2 separate regions of the Urocitellus parryii genome follow, and region 1 is linked to region 2. The links are chromatin contacts, called in public Hi-C maps. All regions are on one chromosome and are shown on one strand. The core of a region is the stretch at or near the end of the contact, and the rest is flanking DNA. Distances in the headings are between cores, read along the strand shown. Region 1 holds the start of Spryd7 (SPRY domain containing 7). Region 2 holds the start of Rnaseh2b (ribonuclease H2 subunit B).

The links. Hi-C and Micro-C count contacts between places; a contact is called where the count stands out from the background.
Region 1: a contact with region 2 is called in a Hi-C map of muscle, with 6 times the contacts expected there. The contact joins the promoter of Spryd7 here to the promoter of Rnaseh2b in region 2. A contact is called at or near these places in 2 of 2 Hi-C or Micro-C datasets (liver and muscle).

The regions. Positions count from the first base shown.
Region 1 is chr2:37,810,200-37,814,918 of mUroPar1.hap1, reverse strand. Spryd7 (SPRY domain containing 7) reads right to left here and starts at 1,526. Exons shown (of 4, transcript XM_077792476.1): 1 at 1,323-1,526. The coding sequence starts at 1,428.
Region 2 is chr2:36,957,518-36,962,206 of mUroPar1.hap1, reverse strand. It overlaps Rnaseh2b (ribonuclease H2 subunit B), which reads left to right and starts at 1,608. Exons shown (of 9, transcript XM_077792463.1): 1 at 1,608-1,973. The coding sequence starts at 1,910.

The DNA.
Region 1 (4,719 bases), core at 277-2,776, 850 kb before region 2:
GGAAGAAGCGCTAAGGCTGCTTTAAGTTCCAGAAGCAATATATGGTTGCCCTTTAATGTATCCCCAACAGTTAAAACAATGACTGCCACTTGTCATAAAATAAACATCACTTCAGTAAATCAATAAGTGAAATGGAAATGTTTTCAGACAGGATCTGAATATCCACTGTCTATAAATACATTGATAAATAACAGATATTTATTTATATAATGAGGTTCTGCACTACATGTGAAAGATCTAAGAACTGAAAGCTCTGTAAATACCATCATACAAGGTAGTAAACAATTATCACATGTAGTATGTGCTATCGAAATATAATGGAAAACGGTTCCAGAATTATAAAGAATCTGAGCAATAGAGTTGTGTTATACATATTAAGAACTGTCTTCATTATTTGTCTTTGTTGTACAATGTACTTTACACATGAGACATAGGAAAAATTGAAAGGGCAGAAGTATATTTAGACTAAAAATTCATATTATTGTAGCTTAAAGGGGGGGCTGGGCAGCGTTGATTTTAGTATCCTAACTAAAATCATCATATTGGGAAATCTCTCTTGCTTGAACCATATATTCTAGACTATACGGAGTAGTAGGTGGTAAAAGAGGCTACGTAGGGGAGAGGAAAAATGTTAGATGAGAACTTACTGGCGGGGGGAAAAAACACTGAAGCGATGGAGCAAAGTGCTGATTTATTTTGCAATAGCCTAACCTTTTTGGATGACGCCAGTTAGATAAAATTACAGTGCTTCCAACAGTGACTAAGGGAGAATCTAGCAACGGGAGCTTTTAGTCGAAATAGCATGTTCTGACCTGAGGTGCGACTTCAGGCTTCTGCAATCTGCCTTGTTTTGACTTTGGGAGGTGAGGGTGGAATTGCTTCCAAAAAACCCCAAGCTTCATCCTATACGTGATGGGGCTAAAGTGAAACAACCGATTGTCAGGGCAGAAGACCCTAATGCATTCCGAAAGTGTGCGAGTCCTGAGAGGCGCGCCACACGCGAACGCTGTGAGGGCGCCTCCGTTCCCCTCGCCAGGGGACACCTGACACCTCAGCAGGAGGCAACTCAAGGAGCAGGTCAACACACCCACTCCCGACGCCAGCCAGGGAAGGCTGCGCAGCCTTGAACACAGCCCGGCCCGATGGAGGCGGCCAGCGACAGGCGAACTCCGCGAGACTAGAGAGAGGGTGCCGCGGCAGCGAAGCCGGGCGAGGCGGGGTCGGAAGGCTGGGCGACGCGTGGTCTCTCCGACCCCCGCCTTGCCTCCCGCCCGCCGCCCCCAGCCTGGGGCCGTTGGGTATGGGAAAGCGAGGGCCCTTACCCATGTGCTGCGTGTCCAGCTGCACAGCCGGCATCTCCTTCAGAGGGATGTGGCCCGTCCCGCCGTCTCTGCAGCACCGCAGGCAGCACAAAACCGAAGCGGCCATCGCGCAGGGACCACCGCTCCGTCGCCGCCACCGCCCCTATACCGCGGCGACACCGCCCCTCACCGTGCCGCCCCGCCTTCTGTCCCCGCCCGAGCGCAAGCGGCGTGTGGGGCGCAGAAGCTGGCACAGCGACGCCCCTGGCCGGGAGGCGCAGCGCAGGCTGATGCTAGCCGGGCCTGGAAGGAGTGGAGGATAGGCAGCCTGGGCCGGGGAGGTGGGCGGAGTTAGTGGCGTGAATGGATGGAAGAGGGCGTGGCGGGCGGGCGGGAGGCGGTGTGCGCCTGCGCACCGGGTGGGCGGCTTCACGCCCACCCCTAACGTTGACCGGTGAGGCTGTCCCTCTGCACTGTCGCGGTTTCTTGCATGAGTTATTTTTTTTCTGTTCTTTTTTTTTTTTTTTTTTTTAAGATGGGGTCTCGCTGTATTGCCAGACTGGTCTTGAATTCTTAGGCTCCCGCGATCCTCCTGCCTCAGTCTCCTGTGTAGCTGAGACTATAGGCGCGCGCTCTCCGCCGGGTTGGATGTCATGTTTTTAAAACTGTGCCTTTTTGCTCCACCATTATTTAACGCGCGGATTGACAGAAGCAGGCCAGGAGTATGGGGAGCTATTCAGAGTGACCTCCGAGGTTTCCCTTGTTCACCCAGGCCTGAGCAAGCTGTGCCTCCTAGGAGAGTCTACGTACTTCTCCAGGGGTTGGTTTCTGAAGAATTTCCGAATATGCTAACTGACGCACACGGGTGCCAGGAGAAAATGTCTTTTGGTGATTGCACTGTGGAGTACAAGCGGGGCCCCGCTGCATTTTAGGTACAGAGACGTACACGTATATTCCCTGTCCGTTGGTGCTGCGTGATCCGGGGCGCCCTAGGAGAGGATCCAGTGGTCGCTGCGGGAGGGCGACTCTCGACGGGTCTCTTCCAAGCACAGGTGCATTGAGGATTCCAAGTGAAGTGAATCCTGGAAGCTGTGGGAAGGCTACTTGGACCCCTATGGAACCCCTATGTACCTACCGTCGCTCGTTCTACTCCTTTTTTAAAAAAAAATTAATTAATTTGTCTTACTTAGGTATATATGACAGAAGAATGCATTTTGATTCATTTTACACAAATGCAGCACAACTTTTCATTTCTCTGGTTGTATGCCACGTAGAGTCCTACCATATGTGCAGTCATACCTGTACTTCGGGTAATGATGTCCATCTCATTCCACCATCTTTCCTGCTCCCATACCCCCTGCTCCCATGTCCCCTCCCCGTCCCTCTCTCCCCTTTGCCAATCACAGTTCCTCCATTTTTTTTCCCATTCCCCTCCACCCCATTATGGATCAGCATCCACTTTTCTTCCAAGTAGAAGGCCACGTGGCTGTCACTTGTCATCTCCTTCCCCCTTAGACCATTCTTCTATGGTAGATTTTACACCTTCATATACCATAAAAACCACTAAAGAAAATCCTGAGCATGATGATGAACTACACTCTGATATACCATTTGGCGTCTGGAGATGATCTGGGAAGGCCTCTAGAATTAACTGAGCTCAAATACCTATTCCCAGATCAGGTTTCCATCCTAAAGGCCTCCCTGGGGCTCATCAAGACCTAGGCAAGGAACAGCACATAAATTTCCATTACTTAAGTAATGGATACCTGTACATAACTTTTTAGTCACCTGAGTACAAATATCCTTTATGGAGGATTTTTATCCATTGAATAAGGAAAATTTTCAGGCTCCTGAGTCTGTTTTCTCCATATAAAAATGATGTTTTTGTTACAGTACTAAGGAAAATTTCCCAAGTTTTGTACTTTGAGGTTTAGTTCCCATAGGATTAATTGCCAAACAGATTGAGGGTTCTCTCTCCACCCCAACACTCTGCCTATGAAGTATGTTTCTTGGTAATCATTTTACACATGAATTTTTCTTTTCCTGAAAACCTTGACCTTTCTAGAAATTTAGTGATACAGTTTTTTTTTTTTCTTCTTCCAGGGGAGAAGGGTACTTCATAGAATGTTGGAGATGTTTCTGCCTTTGTACTAGGAGGTAGGCAGTCTTTTCACATATTTATCTAACTGAATTTTTGCAAGTTTTGAAGATCAGTACTATCCTTATTTTATAGTTGAAGAAATAGGCTTAGAGGAATTAAATAACTTATGCATCTTCAGATGAGTGAGAAATATACCAGGTAGGATTCAGAACTCACTAGCCTGACTCCTAAGCCTTTGTTCCATCAGATAATGCTGCTTCTCAAATTCTCAAGTTCTAACTTGTAAATCTCCATGCTCCATAAAACAGTCATCACTTGTATATAGACAATATATAAAACAAAATTAGTTGTAAGGTAAAAAATTTTGTTTGGAACTTTTATTAAAAGTAGTATATACATTAAGTAGGTAATAAACATTTAGGCCATTCAGGTCAGTAACATCTTCAGTGAAAAACCAGAATAGTAGATGGCTGTGAATTAGCCCTTAACGTAGAGAGGCAGAAGTGCCATAGTCTTTTCTGTCTGGAAAAGTAATTTGCCCACTGCACTTTGCCCTCCTGTCCCAAGTCAAGTGTACTCAGCAGAATAAAGCAAGCAAAACCGGTTAGCTCCTGAAACAGATTCCCTGTCTTGGCAGATGAATGCCATCTGTGAGCTCATGGACTTTTTTCTTCTTATGTCTGGGATTCTATTATCCTCTTTTTATTACTTTCAAATAGTTATCCTTTCTCTTTGAAAAGCACAGTGTTGGGCTGGGTTTGTGGCTCAGTGGTAGAGCACTCCCCTAGCACATGGGAGGCCCTGGGTTGGATCCTCAGCACTCCATAAAAATAAATAAATGAAATAAGATGATATTGTGTCCAACTAAAAAATAAATATTTAAAAAAAGAAAAGCACAGTGTTAAAGATATTTTCACAGTCTTTCACAGCTAACACTTTAAATAATAATCATGAATCCCTACAAAATGTTTCTTAATAGTTAGAATGCTGTTTATCTAAGTCAAAAGCAATAACAAAGAATCACTACTGGGGGAGAAAAGTCTTGCTTAGGTGACATATGCCAGGAACTGGAAAACTGATAGGACAATAATGTAAAGCATGTATTTTATAGTGTAGTTTATCATCATGCTCAAGATTATTTTTAGTGTTTTTATGGCAGGCAGACATCTCCTACTCACACTCTGTACTGGTTCATATAAAGTGGTTTCTTTCTTAAGAACTTATTAATCAGTTATTAAGTCAAACATTTTTTCTTATTGTAATCTAAATCACATTTTCAGGTGCCTTAAAATCATAAACATTACAAATGACATTCTA
Region 2 (4,689 bases), core at 359-2,858:
TCTTTTCTTGTCTCATTTACCTCCACTTTAAAGATACCCATTTTTATGTTTTACACATGACCTTAAATATGCATGTATCCTTGTAAAACATATAGTACTGGTTTTATGTATGTTTTAAATTTACCTACATAGTACTTTGCTATAAATAATTTCCTGCATCTATTTTTTTCCCCTTTGCTATAAAGCATTCATACTGTATAGGTGCATCTAGTTTGTGCCCGGTACTAATTTTTCAATTAAAAGTTTAACCCCCATTTCATGATCACAATTTCTTAAACATAATTTTTTCAAACTACTGCATAGTCCATATTGAAACATTATTTATAGTAAGTTTGAGATAATCTTAATATTGTACACTAGAGAATGGCTAACTTTAGATTAGTAGTGTGAGATCACATGCCTCCATTAACAATGACAGTGCTGGATACAATGCCTTTTTATGACAATGTTAAGTGAGAAAAGCAGACGAAATTGTCTTTATACTGTGAAAACAACCACATAAAAATACATACTCAAACAGCCAACAGCTGGAAAGGATGAGAGAAAAATGAAACCAGCTACACATGGTGGAGTGAGGGAAACATGGGTAGCATTTCTCCCTTAGCTGTTTTAGTAATCACCATGGGGATTTGGGTTTATACTACAGTGTCAGGGAAGGTCACAGCAGTACTAATCTGCTGTCTGTTCCAGAATCTGCATTAGGATGCTGTTCCTTTGGACTGGTGTCCTGCAAGTCCATTTGAGATGCGTTTGTCAGCCTGTGAGAAACAAGCTTAAAGTTAAAAATATTTTCAAATGACTTAGTTAGATCTAAGTGGTGCAGAATCCAAGTATCTTCAGGATTAAACAAGAAAAGCAAAATACATAAGAGTTATGCATATTATTCTCCCATTTGTGCAAAAAATAAACGTGAACTTGTATTGGCAAGAGAAAATTCTGGAAAAACAAGGAAATGTTGGAGATCTATAAGTGGGGCACAGAAATATTTACTGCTTTCTAAAAACCCTGTGTCGGGTACTAATTTTTCAATTAAAAGTTTAACCCCCATTTCATGGTCACGACTTCTTAAACATAATTTTTTCATAAAAAGTCATTTTTAACTCATTACAAAGAGTTTTTTAAAATAAAAAAAAATCATATTTTGCGCCCCAAACTTTTTTTTTTTTTTGTGGTGCTGGGGATTGAATCCAGGGTCTTGTGCATGGCACTTTTTTTTTTTTTAAAGTGATGAGTGCAAGCCCGATTTGAGGGCTGTGGGGGTGCATTATAAACCACCACGCACACAACATTCTGACTTTAATTCCAAAGCAGACCTAACTGATGTCAAGACACGTTCAACCAAGACTTAGAGGCCAAGTCCTCTGGGTTACAATAAGATTCGGATGTGTCAACTGTTGTCCTTAGAGCTGTTGCTCTAGGAGTCTCCCGGTCCCCACAGTGCGGTGGGCGTCTTTTGTCCTCCAGGCCCATCACTGCAGGGACCGTGGCAGCTGCACCACCTCGCAAGAGCGCCCTGACAGTCGGGCTGTGCGACTCCGCCCGCCGCCACTGCGTCCCCGGGTCGCCGCCCTCTCCGCCGCGTCACTTGTCCCTGGGGGGCGCGGCGAGCACCTACCACTGGTGGAGAAGCGCAGGGGAGAGGCGAGCGTCTCTTCCCCGGCCTCGCGCCGCTGATCCGGGCGCCTCGGCCTGGCGCTAAATTTAAAAACGAAGCGCGAGCGAGCGCAGTTTGGTCCCGGAAACGAAACCGAATTCTACCCGTGGGTCGTCTCCTGGGCTCGGCCAGTCCCTTAGCGCGCCGCGCCACCCGGAGTCGACCCTCCTCCCGCCATTTCCGGCGGGGCGCGGGGGCTGGGGCCTGTGGCTACGGGTTTGTGGCCGCGCGCGCGTCCCGGAGGAGGCGGGCGCCATGGCCACGCGCGTGGACTGCGGGGACGGGGCTCGCGCCCGGCAGCACGTATTCCTGGTTCCAGGTAAATGAGGCCGCCCGGCGCGGCAGCGGGCGGGGAGGACGCGGGGACGCGCTCCGACTGCGGAACGACGGTCCGCTCTGCGCAAACTCCGCGCGCCAACTCCCGCGGCTCCCAACCCTGCCCAGGGGGCCGGAAGGAGTTCTCCGTGACACCCCGCACCGCGTCTTGGTCACGTGTTATAGCCAGCCGCGGTTTTCAAACGTGGGAGTGACCAGGGACCCGCTCTGATCCTCCTGGATCGAGTGAGCTGGCGGGAGCCGACCCCGCCTGCAGAGGGCCAGTGGGTTCCAAGTCTCTGTGCCTGCGGTACCCTGGAGGTTCCTGCACGTGACCCCAGTTCAGCAACTGGAGTAGCATCCTCATCCTAGTGCATCGGAGACAGGGATCCGGTGGCCCGGAGTGGCCTCAGATACTGCTGTTTTTACTGGGCCTCTTACCTCGATCTGGCCTGGCATGGCCGAGCAAGAGGGAAGCTGGTTGGGGGTGATGGTTAGGCCAAGGATGGTCATAGCTCTGCAGGATAATGACCACAGTAGCCCCAGAGCCAGGCCCTTAGTCCTCCTCTCTGTGCACGGTGACAAGACATCCAGGGTATGCAGGGAAGTGGGTGGAGGAGGGATGGAAGGGTGGATAGTCGGTGCCACAGGAAGAGGGACCCTTTAAGCGGCAGAGTAAATGCTGCATACAAATGCCACATACGTATGATAGTATAACTTTGGAAAGAAGGAAAGTCCCCTGTTCATTATATTTAATGTCGAGATTTAGACTAGCAAATGCATTGTATTTTTGCAGTAAATATACACTGATATGACACAGTTACATGGCAGTAAGTCATGTAACTATACACATGTAACTATACACATGTAAATATACACTGATATGACACAGTTACATGGCAGTAAGTCAATATATTTTGCATATATGCTTAATTCTCCCACCCCTTTGTAAATAGTTATAATGTACATGCAGTAAAATATAGGGATTTTAACTGTAATTCACCTAACTTTTCATCTGTTGTGCCCCAAGTCAAGAAGTAGAACTTCTCTAGGTGCCTCCACTAGATATCCACAGTTGTCTCTGTTGACCTCTCTCACCAGAGATTAGTTTTGCCTATTTGGATACTAGCTTCCCTTCAGTTTTTGGCTTCTTTCACTCACCATTGTATCTATCAGATGTGCCTGTGTTGTGGGTACCAGTGCATTAGTTTTTTGGTTAGTTGGTTGGTTTTTTTCATTGCTGCTTCTGGTTCATGATATAAATACCCATGCTATTTGTCTCCTTTACTGAGGATGACGTTTGGATTGTTTCCAGTTTGTAACTTGTATAAGTTGTACTTCTAAGACTATACTTGTGAGGCCCTTGGTGTGGACATGGAGACTCATTTCTCTAGGGTATATACTTTGGAGTGGAATGGCTGGATCTAGGTTCTTGCATATTTATTTGGCTTTAGTAGGCACTGCCAAATGGTTTTCCAAAGTGGTTGTACCGATCTGCACTCCCACCAGCAGAGCATCAAAGTTACTGCTGCAATATTCAGGATTTTGACTGAGTCTAGCAAAGGGTTAGATGTATATACATGCTTTTCATTTAAAAAAAGAAAGAAAAAAATCCTACTTTCATTTCACTTTTGTCACATCAGTACAATTAGATGTTTAGGATAAGAACTCTAATCTTTCAGAATCAAGTGCATTGTTATTAGTATGACATGCAATTGCTGATAATAATTCGAATTTCTTATTTTGTTGTCTGTTTACTGAGTATTGACATTTTCATTCTTAAAGTGTATTTGTGCCTTCATTATATTGGACACCCCCCCCATAATTAAATATTGAACGTATTCCTGAAGGTTGAAAATTTAAAATATCTACTGATTTAAAATATCTACTGACGGGTGGTGAAGAATTTTGTCTCAGTTCCTCAGCACTGGGGAAGCTGAACAACCCTTAGGGAACTGATGATGCTGTGTGGTCAGGTGGGAGGAGAAGAGGAAGGCCTGGTTTCTGGAGCACTTAAAACTTGAGCTCCCTCCCTTCCTTCTTCCAGCTGGCCTTTAGTGCCACCTTCAGGCTCTGAGGGTACAAACAGTTTGATAGCTACAACTTGCCACAGTGGTTCTCAAACTTGAGGGCATCAGTCACCTGGGGGCCAGACCTCACCTCCAGAAGTGCTGGGGCCTGAGAATGTGCATTTCTAATAATTTCCCAGGTGCTATTGCTGGTGGTCCAGGGATCCCCGCTGAGAACCACTTCAGTGAGGTCCAGTCCTTGGGAGCTAGATGGAGATATAGGAGTTCGAGCCTCAAGCTTAGAGCTGGTTTTGCAATGGGCCAGAGTTTACATAGTCATCAAGTATGCAGAAGTTCAGTGTACCAGGCCTGTCTTCATGCTGTTTGTTTTTTCCAGGAGATGGGGACAGTGCAGTTAGTTATGCATTCAGGAGCAGGAAACTGTATACCCTTTGCTGAATGAGCATCTTAGCTATAGTGAGGTTAGACCCTTAATAAGGTCTTATGAAAATTTTCAAAAATTTTGGTAGAGACAGTGTGTATTCAGTTGTAGAAAACTTCTGGGATCTGGAGAACCTTTATGTATTGAACAGTGAGCACATTATCCACCAGAACAACAGAACTTTTAAGGAATTTGTCCATGAGGCAATATAAAGCCACCTAACCTTGTGATGACACATGCCCAACAGTTAGTTTGTATTTTCTGAGTTG